Regions from separate parts of the Zea mays genome. Here region 2 is linked to region 1. Evidence: chromatin contacts called from public Hi-C data. All regions are on one chromosome and are shown on one strand. The core of a region is the stretch at or near the end of the contact, and the rest is flanking DNA. Distances in the headings are between cores, read along the strand shown.

Region 1 (6,263 bases), core at 962-3,461:
GATTAAAGTCAAGTACTCGCATGACGAGAATTTTTAGTGGCTCCCATTCACAGCCTTCTGGTCGCCTTACCGGTCCTACATAAAGTTATATTTTGGAGACCATGTCGCTGTCCTAAAATGATAACTAAGGGTGTGTTTGGTTGCGGGACAGTCAGGACAGGGACGTCCCCCGGCGTCCTCTCTTGTCCCTCCAATTTTGAGGGATAACAGGGGACACCACTGGGATAGTCCTATCCCAACCCCTGACCCTGAACCAAACAACCTTATTTGAGGGATAGTCCCGTCCCATCTCGTCCTGTCATTGCAACCAAACGCACACCGGAGGGAGTATTTAGGAGTACCATCTAGTTGTGTGTTATTGGAGTACTGACGGTCAGTATTGATCGATTTAGGATCTGTTTGTTGGATTGTGGTTGTGTGAAAAATTGTTGTGGGTTGTAAGCGGTAAAAAAAATTTAAAATCGTTTGGTGGAAGCCTTTAAAAGGCCACTAAAAGTTATTCCATATATATTTGCGTAGTTCCATCCGAAAGTAGCTAAAAGCATATCCAGAGATGCTTTCAGTTTTGCACTGTGAAAAAAAACAACTTTTGAAAAAAGATGTTTCCAGGATCATACTCTATAGTTTGGCTTTTAGCTTTTAGTGGACAAAAGATAAAGCCAAAAGCTAAACTAAACACACCCTTAACTCCAACTTCGTTCGATTCAGCCTGTCATTTGGTTGCCTCGCTGGCTGAACAATACCAACTAGAGATGGCAATGAGTAAATACCCATCGGGTATTACTATCCCATACCCACGAAAAAATAACTCAGTCGGGTCACCTATATTAACTGACCTCATACCCATACCCATACCCATGTGGGATGGGTCACGCGTCGAGTCACCCGTACCCACGAGAATTAGATATCTATCATATATACTAAGCATCAATCAACAAATATAATGAAGTATAAAAAATACTAGGTGCTAAACATTAAATTTAAATAAACTATGTGCCATAGTTAAGCATCATGCCATTTAATTTCTAACAATATAGACACATGAGGATGAAAAAATCAAACTACATGGCTAGGATTGTGCTCATATTTATAGTAATAATATCAAATTACATACTTGCACAAGAAACAACGAGTATGGTTGAATGTTTATACTGCGTATTTTATACCCACGAGTTAACAGGTATGGGTGAAGGCAGAACGTTCTAATACCTGTTTATCTATTGAGTGAAGGTTTTTATCAAAGAGATCCATGGATAAAATATTTAGTCTATATACGTATTTAATGGAAAAAAAATATCCATCGGGTATCAAATCGGAGGTACCCATTGTCTCTAGTACCAACTGTGTAGGAGCTAGATTGATCTTTTACCGAGTTGTACAGTGACGATAACTACAACTATAGAATTAAAAAAAATCTCATAATGATTATAATTCCGTGTCATAAAAAATATGAGCGTACGGTATCCTATTAATCTTGATAGGGCACAAGAGCTCATCGAAGGAGGCTAGCAACGAGTATGGCAGATTAAGGCCCTGTTTGGGACTGCTTTAGCTTCACAAAATTTAGTAAAATTGATGAAGCAGGTCATTAGGAGCTTCAGGAAATTGTGAAGCTGAAGTTGCAAACTTTTAGAATATATTTAGATAAATCATTTTATTTCTTATTTGTATTTCAAATATTTTTAAAACTATTTAAATTTATATTATACACTACAGCTTCACGCTGAACTGGAACCAGAGCTGTCCCAAACACCCCCTAAGTTTATATAAAATTGCACCGAACCGAATCAACAATCTTAATGTAAAGTACATGCAATAGTTATCGCTAAAAAACAAAAAATTCAAACTTCTAAATTTTAGGGAGTTCTATAATAATATCCGTCCATAATTGATGCCCTAAACTGTAATGCACGTACACACACAGCTGATCCTTCTTTTTGTTACCAGCAAGAGGCTGGAGGTCTTCTTCCTAATCCGTAGTTAGCTGGCGCGACTGCAAGGGCACGGAAATGGCGCAGCCATCCCTAAAGTTTACCGTATTTGCGAATGGGTGCTTGCGCTCGCGGTCGGGGGATCTTTTTGCGACTCCGGTAATCTGGAGGGGCAATGCGGGTACGACTGGTCGGGGGCTCGAGGGCGGAGCGGCGGCAGCACTAGCATATAAATCGGCGCGGCGCTCAAAGCCCTTCCTCCTCCGCCTCCATCCGCCCCGCGTCCAGTGCTCCTCTCTTCCTTTCTCTCTCGCCGCACGCAGGCAGTTCGAGAGGGCGTGCGTTGCTCGAGGGGCGGTAAATGGCAGCGGCGGGCTCGTCCGCGGCGAGGGCCAGGAGGGCGGGGCTCGCAGCCGCCGCCGCCGCGGCGCTCCTCGTCCTCGTGGTGGTCGCCGTCAGCGCGGCGCTCCCTGGCGGGCGGGTGAGGGTCCTCGACGGCCTTCGGTGAGTGCTCTTCGCGTCGTGTAATGCGGTTGCGCCCGTGGGGCGTGGGCTCTCTGCTGGGGGTTTTGGGTGTGCTTTCGGTTGCCTTTGGTCTAGAATTCGCCTCTGTTTCGTCTGTCTTCGCTTGTGAAATTTGCTACCGATGCACTCGATTTCCGTCTCGCGGCGGGATCTCTGTTTCCGAATTGTTTTTTATCTGCTCCAGGAGGTGGTGCCGCGCGGAGTCGTGCGCCACCTGCTCCTCTACCAAGCACTAACCGGCTCCCCACACGCCTCTTTTTCGTCGCAGGCAAAGGAGCACGTCCGTGGTGGCGGGAGGCGCGAGGCGGTGGCTGCGGGACTCCTCCTTGCCGGCGGCGACGACGAGGTGAGCGCGCTCCACCAGTTCCATCCTCTGCTCTTCTCCTTTGCGTCTGTGCCTCGGTTTTGCCCGGTGGGACGAATCCGGTGCGTCGTCGGTCCATGCGCTCGCGATCGGGACCGTCCAGTGCTCTCCTTTTCGATTTACGTTCGGTCCCCATTAGATCTCGGAGGCGGCAGCTGGCTGCGTCACTTCTCCGTTCCGCTAATAATCTCTTTTTAGGTTTCTTAAAAAACTTTGGAACCCAAATTTTGATTTTAGGGTGACGTTGGTGCGCGGTAACTAGCGGAACGAGGAGTTTCAATTTTGGATTAGAGGCATAGAGCCGTGCGCAAAGCAGCCGCAACAGCAGGGACATGCTCTCTCTGCAGCTCTGCTTTCCGTTGCCGAGTTCGTTACGGTGGCAGGTAGTAGAAAGAAAGGGGTCGTCTCGTAATTTGCTGCAACCAAGAGTCCAAAGCCCCGACGTGCCGTTGCCGCGCCTTGTTCCTGCAGTCCTGCACCGGCCACGGTAAAGCGGGGTAAAGATTTGGGAGGACGGCGGGAGGGCAAGCGAGATCGCGGCGTGTCCCCTGGTGTCCCCGGCAAATGCACCCAGCAGGAGCAGAGGAGGCACTCATTTGGTTTTTGCCCTTTTGGCTACAAAGGGTGAAAAAAAGGCTGCAAAAGAAAGTTCGGTTGGGTAAGCTGCAGTGCAGCATTGGGTACGGTCTCGCGTACGCAAAGCGATGTTCTGTATGTGCTGTGGTTGTTGCCTTTTTGGGTCGCGACCGACCAGGGCACGCATGGAGCGGCACGGCCACGGCGTGCATGCATCCATGCCGCTGCTCACAGATGATGATGAAACGGCGCACGGGTTGATTCACCGCGCCCTCGCTTGCTTTTTCCGCTTCACCCACTCCTGTTATTCCTACCGTTAAAAGTTTGCAACCCCTTCACCACCCGTGCGATGAATTGCTAGTGCCGGAGTAGAGTACCATTGCTTAACCATTTGTATAACATGAAACTTTCCTCTTTCTTTGTTTGGTGGCAGCAAGCCGTACGAAATTGGTCTTTTTTTATTGATCAGCTATTCAGCTATATGCTCACTTCTATCTTCTATGCATACTGACTGAAAGCGCTGTGTTAGCTGTTGACATCATCTGCATATGCTGTGTTTCTGGGTTGCGGTGGTGTCCAACATCACTAGCGGACTCACTTGGAATTGTGCTCTCTTGCTCGTGCAGGGGCAGGGCCGACGGTGACGCCGGCGCCGGCGCGGTGGAGGATCCGGAAGCCGTGGCCAACGACGTCCACGCGTAAGTCGTTCCCTCCTTGCTTCCTCCGTCGCTCCGCTTCAATCAGGGCCCCCACCGTCGGAAGGGCCCCGCTCATCCAAACTAGCATGTGTCTCGCTCAGATTTACTACGTAATATAGATTTATCCCTTTCTCTAGTCTAGCACTAGCAGCCCCTGTTTCATCTTCTTGATGCGAACGGCAACGTTCTTATGGATGTCATGGCCATATGCGTATGGGATCTCCTCACGGAGAAACTCGTGATCTCTTAGACAGATAGTCAAGGCCAAGACGGGGCTGACAAGCTGGTACGCGTTTCGTGGGCTCCGTGTACCGAATTTTTTATATTTTAGCCCTTTTTTTGAAAAAAATTCACGTTTGGACCTTAAAAAATTTTAATGTCATTTTTGGACCCTTTGCTCGGCGCCATAGCCAATGGCGCCGAGGTAACACAGCTCGGCGCCATAGGCTATGGCGCCGAGGTGTGTGTTACGCTGGCACAAACGGACGTCGTGGCACCGACATGGAACCGAGCTCGGCGCCATAGATCTTGGCGCCGAGCTCTGTTATGTACACAAAACTTGTCTAGCTCAGTTGGTAGAGCTCAAGGCTTTTAACCTTGTGGTTGTGGGTTCAAGCCCCATGATAGGCATGTTATCATACTTTTTTTTGTCTTTGACACTGATTTTTTTTGTTGTCCAGATTTTTCGTTTATGTCGCTGATTTGTCCGTCTAGATTTATTTCTTATCTAGATTTTTGTTTTTGTGACTGATTTGTTTATCCGTCCATATTTTTTTCGTTTATTAAGCTTAAGGAAACGTACTTACATTGGTTAGCGGCCACCGTTTTAGCTATGGTGCATCGTGGTTTTTTTCGTTTATGCCGCTGATTTGTCCGTCCAAATTTATTTCTCATCTTGATTTGTTTTTGCTTTTGCGACTGATTTGTTTATTACATTTTGTTTAATAGTACTGAATAATCCATCTGGCCCTTGGTGCATTGTAAACCCCACATGCTTAAGCTTGATTCCGTCCTCTCGCTAATTACAAATGATTTTAAACATTAAATAATATACTAAAAACTAAAGTACACCATTTAAAATGTTAAAAATATTTATATCATAAACAAATGATTGTGTTAATCTTACATTAGTAGTGATGTACAATGATAAATTTTAATTAATATTAAAAAGTATAATTTCGAATACATTAGATTATTGGAGTTTTAGAGTCCAAAATATAAATATACTTAATAAACAAAAAGATTATAATTAGAGTCCAAAATATAAATATACAAGGTATAAATAAACAGTGACTTGATGATTTTATAAAGTACTTTGTACTTCCATAGGGTGGGTTACTTATGTGCATGTTACTTGCGTCACGCAGTTTGAATAAACAAAAACAAAAACAAAAAATATCTAGATGAATAAATAAATCGGTCACAAAAACAAAAAAACTAGATGAAAAATAAATCTGGACGGACAAATCAGCGACATAAACGAAAAATATAGACAACAAAAAAAACAAATTAGTGATAAAAAAATACGTCCACGATGGAGCTTGAACCCACAACCTCAAAGTTAAAAGTCTTGCACTCTACCGACTGAGCTAGACATACTTTGCTGTTACATATCCGAGCTCGGCGCCATAGATCTTGGCGCCGAGCTCGGTACCACGTTGGCGCCACGTCGTTCAGGTTGGGCCAGCGTAGCACGCACCTCGGCGCCATAGCCTATGGCGCCGAGCTGTGTTACCTCGGCGCCATTGACTATGGCGCCGAGCAAAGGGTCCAAAACTGACATTAAAATTTTCTAAGGTCCAAACGTGAATTTTTTTCCGAGGAAGGGCTAAAATATAAAAAATTCGGCTCCGTGTATCGTCTCGTCTAGTTTTCTTTCCCGGACCCTGATCCATAATTTCCCATCCGTTTCCTTGTAAATTTTGCCATGATCTTTTTAGGATCGGCCCTGGCTTCAATCATTCACGCCAACGGACTGAAAGCGCTGTTGCTGATTTAAATAATGGTAGATCTAAGCATGGTTTGCGAGTTGTTTTTAGCACCAGCACTCCAACTTCTCTGCTTTTCGGCTACAACTAGTAGTGTGTAGTATAGAGCCTACTAGTAGTCTTTTTCTGTCCACTGCCGGATAGCCGGGCCCACCGGCAGTCTCAGACAGTAGAAAACGAA
Region 2 (6,263 bases), core at 1,797-4,296, 340 kb before region 1:
GCATTGTCTTTTGATATATTACACTCGTGACATCAACTGTGTGGAAAATTGATCTTGGCACACATATGCTATGCATTCGGTGTTGCCCCCAAAACCGGGTGTGACATAGTTCCTCTTGGAGGGAGTACTTTTGGGTAATAACTAGGTTTATTACGAAAACTTGGCGTACTACCAGTAATAAATAACTGACCAACTAAAAGCAACTGCTTTAACCTTAACTCCACATAAAGTTAGTCCACTTTAGCCAAACGAGACATCTGCTAAGTATGTTGATGTGTACTCACCCTTGCTTTAAAAACCACCCCACCTCAGGTTGTCCCCATTGAAATCAATGCTCAGGAGGAGATGCAGGCAACATGGAGGACTTTGAAGAGTTTCAGGACTACGATAAGTTGTAGTTGTGTTAGTGGCAAACCCCTAGTCAGCTGCCTATGAAGGCCTTATCTCTACGTTTCGTATTCCACACTTTGATCACGTTAATGACTATGTTAAGTAATGACACTGGGGATCTCTTGGACATCTTGATGTAATAAAGTACCTTTTTCGCTATTTATTTTGAGCAATATGTGATGATGTCCAACTATGTAATCGCTGTGTATGTGAGTTTCTGATCCTGGCACGTACATGGTTCACATTCGGTTTGCCTTCCAAACCTGGGTGTGACACTGGTGTGGTAGAGCGCTCCTATGGCGGTGGCGAGGAAGTCGAGGGTGCCAAACTTGATGCAGTTCCTAGGGGTGAATGCTGATGAACCGGCCATCGGAGTGAAGAATGTCGCTTGGCACGCTAACGACCCCTCTACCTGGCGTGCCAACTATCGTGGTTTCTGGAACCGGGGGACAATAAGATTTTTGTTCGGCAGAGGTGCTAGCACGGACTCACTCCAAATGGTGAGCTACGAGGGGCTCGAAGGTGGATTTGAGACGAGGGGTTATACTAGTTCAGGCCGGAGCCCTAGTCTAGTTTAGTGATGATAGTAGTATTGCCTGGGGCGTGTTACAGTTGAGTGCTTGTGTGAAGCTCATGGGATGTCTTGGATAATGGGGGTTTCTAGCCCTTTTATAGCTCAAGGGTAGACGTTACGATGAGATGGTGTTGTCTGATGTGTCGTGCGCCACAGCACCCCTGTTATGGCGTCGTGTCTCGTCCGTTCTCCAATGGGTTCCTATAGCTATTTCGATATAGATGTAGCGGTGATTGGTGGGTCCTGCCGATTCAGTTCGAGGTGAGGTTTAAGGATGTCTTCAGTACAACTTCATCTTTCATCATCCCCTTAGCACCACCTTTCATCATGCGTAGGCGTATGCCTGGTACGATGTATTGTCACATCCCTTCTAGCGTATGGGTCATTGTAGAGACCCCGATGCTGAGGTCCCTGCGGCTAGGGTTGTCCGGTCCCACTGGCCAGCGGGGATAAGTATCTGGCGTCGTGCTTGATAGAGACCCTTTGGTATAGCTTCCACAGTCTGGACATGGCTTGGTAGTGATCTGCCCCATTGTGCTGTCGTGGCTTGATAGTACTAGGTCGGCTCTTCCTTCCAGTAGAGGTGTTCCCCTAAGAGCCAGTTGTCGTCTTGTTGGGTTGCTCAGCAGGCAGGTTAATCGCGTGGCCCTGCCTCGCTGAGTTCCTCGGCAGGCAGGTTAATCGGTGGCCCTGCCTCGCTGGGTTGATCAGCAGGCAGGTTGATCGGTGGCCCCGTCTCGCTGGGTTGCCCGACAGGCAAGTTGATCGGCAGCCCTGCCTCGCTGGGTTGCTCGCAGTATTTGTTCATCGAGCGGATTAGTCGGCAATCTCGCCCCGCCAGGTTGCTTAACAGTCGGGTTGGTTGGCTTGGCGTGCCGTCTTCGAGAGGCCTTTTAGACCATCACGTCAAGTTGCTTGGCAAATGGGTCGGTCGGTTAGTAGGCCACTTTTGGGGGGCCTTTCGGGCCTTCTTTAGGTACCCTTTTATCAGGTACCTTGGTTACGGTGCTTCACCGTGGACAAGCTCAGTTTTGTGAGCTGATAAAGAAGGAAACAAGAACTCCACATCAATCGTACCTGTTGAAAATATTTTATGTTGCTGGTATATATGAACTACTAACATCTAGCTATTTGATTTATCTATAAATTGGTCTATATGCGCATTGCACAATATTTACTTGTTATAAGGACAAGTGGAACGATGCATGGCATCAAGATTTGTGCTCTTGCTCAGAATGTCAAATCTCGTCCCATATTTGTAGCCGCATATTTTGTGCGGAGCAAAAAATAAACAAGTAGAGATGATTTTCTAGCTTAGTTTCTTAACAAGCCGAGTCGGCTCGATATCTAGCTTTTACCATATCTATTATTACATCTATATCTACCTCCTGTCACATCTATACTTGCATGAATTTTTTTATCACTCTGGCTGTGATAGCGTTGGTGAATAAAAAGAGGTCAACGCCAATGCTAATGACGACTCTTTTGCCACATAAGCGTTAGATCAGCGCACGAGAGCGAGATCTTAGAGCTATCTATCTTGACACTAAGGGCCCCTTTGGCAGGGCTTTGACTTCTCCAAAAACGGCTTTGGCTCTGACTCACGAGGTGAAGCCACTTCTTTAGATGAGCCAAAGCCATTCTGAAAAATCATTTGGCAAAACGGCTTATAGGTTGTTTTTCAGAAAGACCCTTGTATAGTTTACTTTTTATAGATCTCTCCTGTACGTGGCTAGGGATTGAGGGCAGGACCAAAAAAAATAATTTGGACCGGTGAGAGGGCTATTGTGCAAAAATGACGTGAGCTGAAGCCGGGTGAGCCACTTTTTTTTGTCTCATGCCCTCTAGTTCATTTTGGAAAAGCACTTCACTGGTGAAGCCATTTGAAAAAGAGGTGTTTGACACAACTTTTGCATGAGTCAGAGCCGAAGCTGAAAAATAAGCCCTACCAAAGAGGCCCTAAGATGTCTTACCTGAGCGTTAATAATAATAGCGCAAGCTTATTTACTGAATTCAAACAAAAAAATGATATTTGTGAAAAACTTTCACAAAGGGACCAAAATGCAAAAGAAAAAAGAAGACGGCAGTTCCGTACTTCCGTTGGATTCTCTTGCCTCGGCTGCTCCTCTCCCTCCCCCTGCTTGGCTTCGCTCGCCTTCTCAGCCACGCCGCCGGTCAGCCACGCCGCCGCTTCCCTCGGTGGGCACCCCCCTCCCCCATCTGGAACCCACTCCCGCCAACGGGTATCTCCATTCCCCCCTGCCTACCTTCGAACCGACGTGCTCGGATTGGCTGACCCGCCGCGGGCGCTCCCTCCGTCGATCAAATTGACCGCCGCGGCGCGCCCGTCCCCATCTCCGCCAATCTCCGGTGAGTGCTCTCGCACCCGCCACAGGTATAACGCAACCATGGCTCCACTCCCTGTGAAAGTGTGCTTGGTGCTACGGTGAAATCGTCTGTGCTTGTGAGCGGACGGACCCTAATTTCCCTTCTTGCGATTTGTCTGTGCGTGAGCGTGTCTGCTATGTGTAGATTTGTAGGGACATATCCCTTTTGTCGAATGCAACGAACTTTACTTCGGATTGGTTACTGTCTCTACCCCCTTAGGCGTGATAGTTAGGTTCAGAATTGGGAAGCAATAAATTTTGTTTATCTTGCTATTTGATGAGGCTCTAAAATAAGCAACATCTGTGTATTGCTAGTTTAACTGACGCTGGCTTGTGATGCCATCTTTACGAAATCACTTTACTTCACTTTTCTGCTTATTAATTTCTTAACTGCAGCACCGTTAGTCATTACTAGGTCAACAGAAATCAGTGAAATCTCAACACTGATTTTTCTAGCTTTTATAGAAATGGGTGAAAGCTCAACACTGGTTTTCCAGCTTTTGGTGAATTTGTTATCTTCTGCAATGCCATTATATGCGAATATTCACATTTATTCAAACTTTTACATTGTTTGCATGACTGTGTCCTGCAATCACGGACTGAGTTTTAATGCATGCGCTCGTTTATGGTCTAATAAAATGACAATGGAGTTAGTTATATTATGTCTAAATGGCCTCAGCTTAAGTATGCTGTCACTTGGAGCTTTTTACTATTTAGCACAATTTTTTGGTACAGGTTTAGGTTCACGACAGGGAAGTAATTAACTATCTTACGTTATTTATCTTACCATTTACTGCTAATTCTGTGCTCATGAGGCTGGCTTGAGATGCCGATTAATAGAAATCACTTGATTTCTACTAGAGTTTTTGCCATTGAATTGGTAGAACCTAGAGTCGCCTGGACGCCTAGGCGTCGCCTAGGCGACGCCATAATAACCTTGCTTTTCAGTCATTGGAGTATATTTTGGTTCTTGTGTTTTACTGCATATCTGATTTTTGTTCCCAATGCAGCATACATATCTAGGTTGCAGCTGTTTTGTGTGGATATAAAATGAGACCTGAATGGTTTGAATAAATAAAACAAAGTTAGGAGTCCCCGCTGATTGCTTTGCAATTTATAATGAAGGAAATTTATCTATGCTTAATGCATTCAAGTTCCAACAGGATTTGGATTTTTTTTATTTTACTTTGCTGTGTTTCTATTTCATGAAGGCAGATCTGGTGCAGCGGTGAGAGTTGTCTCGCTGAGTCACCATGCCTCTCTGCATTTGCAAAGGAAAGGTTTGTCTCTGTTTATTCCTTCCCAAGACCCCACTCATGTGGGAGCCTCCGGCATTGGCTCTGCCCCCCTTTTTTTTGCTATGTTTCTTGTTCTTATAAGCAAACAATGTCCATGGGGAGGGATGCTACTTGGCTTGGACTAGTGTTGTTGTAACCTGTTATAAGGGTAGTCATGAAACGATCCAATATTTGACAGAATGGCATTTTAAATCTAAGAATCAAGAAAAGAATGCTAACCACTCAATTTGGCATAATAGCTGTTACGAATCTTGCACAGTTGACTGCTATAAACTGACAAAGATGCTATTCAGTTTGCATCATTTACTTGTTCTAGGTGGTTTGTTCTTTCTTAATTGAAGCTTTAATCTCTATATTTCTTATGCTTAAACTGCCAAATTAGTAAAAAAAATTGCCCTGTTTCTTTTAAACTAAAACCAGGCTATATGATCAAAGATAAAAAGGAACATGTTAACTAGATTATTTTTTGGATACTTTGTGTTGTTTTGGTCCCTGCTTGAACACTAACATCTTATTCTGCGCGCTTTATATTTGATTGGAATTTGTAAATGTTGATTAGAACAGCATAGTAGAAAACAAAGTCAGAGATTGTTTCAAATGCAAGTGCAAGGTCTTGAATTGTTCTGTTTTTCATCTTCTCTTTGAAAGTGTTCAACTAAATGCATTTCCAAGAAAATATTACGGTGACATCTGAAAACAAACATATGAAAACAAAGATGTGTATATATATTTGATTGGAATTTTTAAATGTTGATTAGAGCAGCATAGTAGAAAACAAAGTCAGAGATTGTTTCAAATGCAAGTGCAAGGTCTTGAATTGTTCTGTTTTTCATCTTCTCTTTGAAAGTGTTCAACTAAATGCATTTCCAAGAAATTATTACAGTGACATCTGAAAACAAACATATGAAAACAAAGATGTGTATAAACCTTATCCATGTACAAGTAGTATTGTTCTAGTACCTCTTTTTTCCATTATTTCAATTCACCAGTACTTTTTGAGGACCCTGCCAGTCTTAATGATGGTGATCATCTTATGCATTGCAGGTTTCATTATGATTAATAAATTGTGTATTAATGTAGTGGAGGAGCCAGGCCATCTAGTGACAAGTAAGTAGCATTATCGGCGAAGAAAACATCCACAGCTGAGTTGCCAAAGAAAGGCGGATAAATATGTCTCAAGGAACTTCTCCGCTGCCAAAAGATAAACCTACCGCAGAACCTGGAAAGGCTATTGGCATCAAACGGCTGCAGACTGATACTCCCTCAGGTCTTGCATATCATAATGTTTATGTACGAAGGAAAGTAGAATCTGAGCATAGTAAAGTGAACCCTTCTCAGGAGTTGAAAGGTAATGGAAGAGACAAATCAAAAGATCTGGAGGCATGCCAAGATGTTCAACATGAGGAGGCCAACAAGCCTCAAGTGGCATCTCCTTTTGCTGAATCTGTAGAACTAGTATCTTCCAAATCTTCTCAAGAACCAAATGCGGAAACTGTGGCGGAGAAAACTGAGCCACCAGTTGCTTCTAGCACTGGCATTCAAGAGGAGGTGAAACGGTCAAGCATAGAATACTGGAATGAGAGATTTAATCGGTTACAGACATATTTGGAGAAC

What was found. A called contact is a pair of places that touch in the nucleus more often than the background predicts.
Region 2: a contact with region 1 is called in a Hi-C map of leaf, with 2.5 times the contacts expected there. The contact joins the promoter of LOC100272339 here to the promoter of LOC100273705 in region 1. A contact is called at or near these places in 10 of 25 Hi-C or Micro-C datasets (bundle sheath, ear, endosperm and 3 more) and 1 of 3 datasets of contacts at active chromatin or transcription factors (leaf).

The regions. Positions count from the first base shown.
Region 1 is chr10:104,116,208-104,122,470 of Zm-B73-REFERENCE-NAM-5.0, reverse strand. LOC100273705 reads left to right here and starts at 2,211. Exons shown (of 7, transcript NM_001148117.1): 1 at 2,211-2,435; 2 at 2,725-2,802; 3 at 4,023-4,094. The coding sequence starts at 2,293. It overlaps TRNAK-UUU (transfer RNA lysine (anticodon UUU)), which reads left to right and starts at 4,652; the gene lies at 4,652-4,724.
Region 2 is chr10:104,458,865-104,465,127 of Zm-B73-REFERENCE-NAM-5.0, reverse strand. It overlaps LOC100272339, which reads left to right and starts at 3,046. Exons shown (of 4, transcript NM_001401852.1): 1 at 3,046-3,334; 2 at 5,694-6,263. The coding sequence starts at 5,820.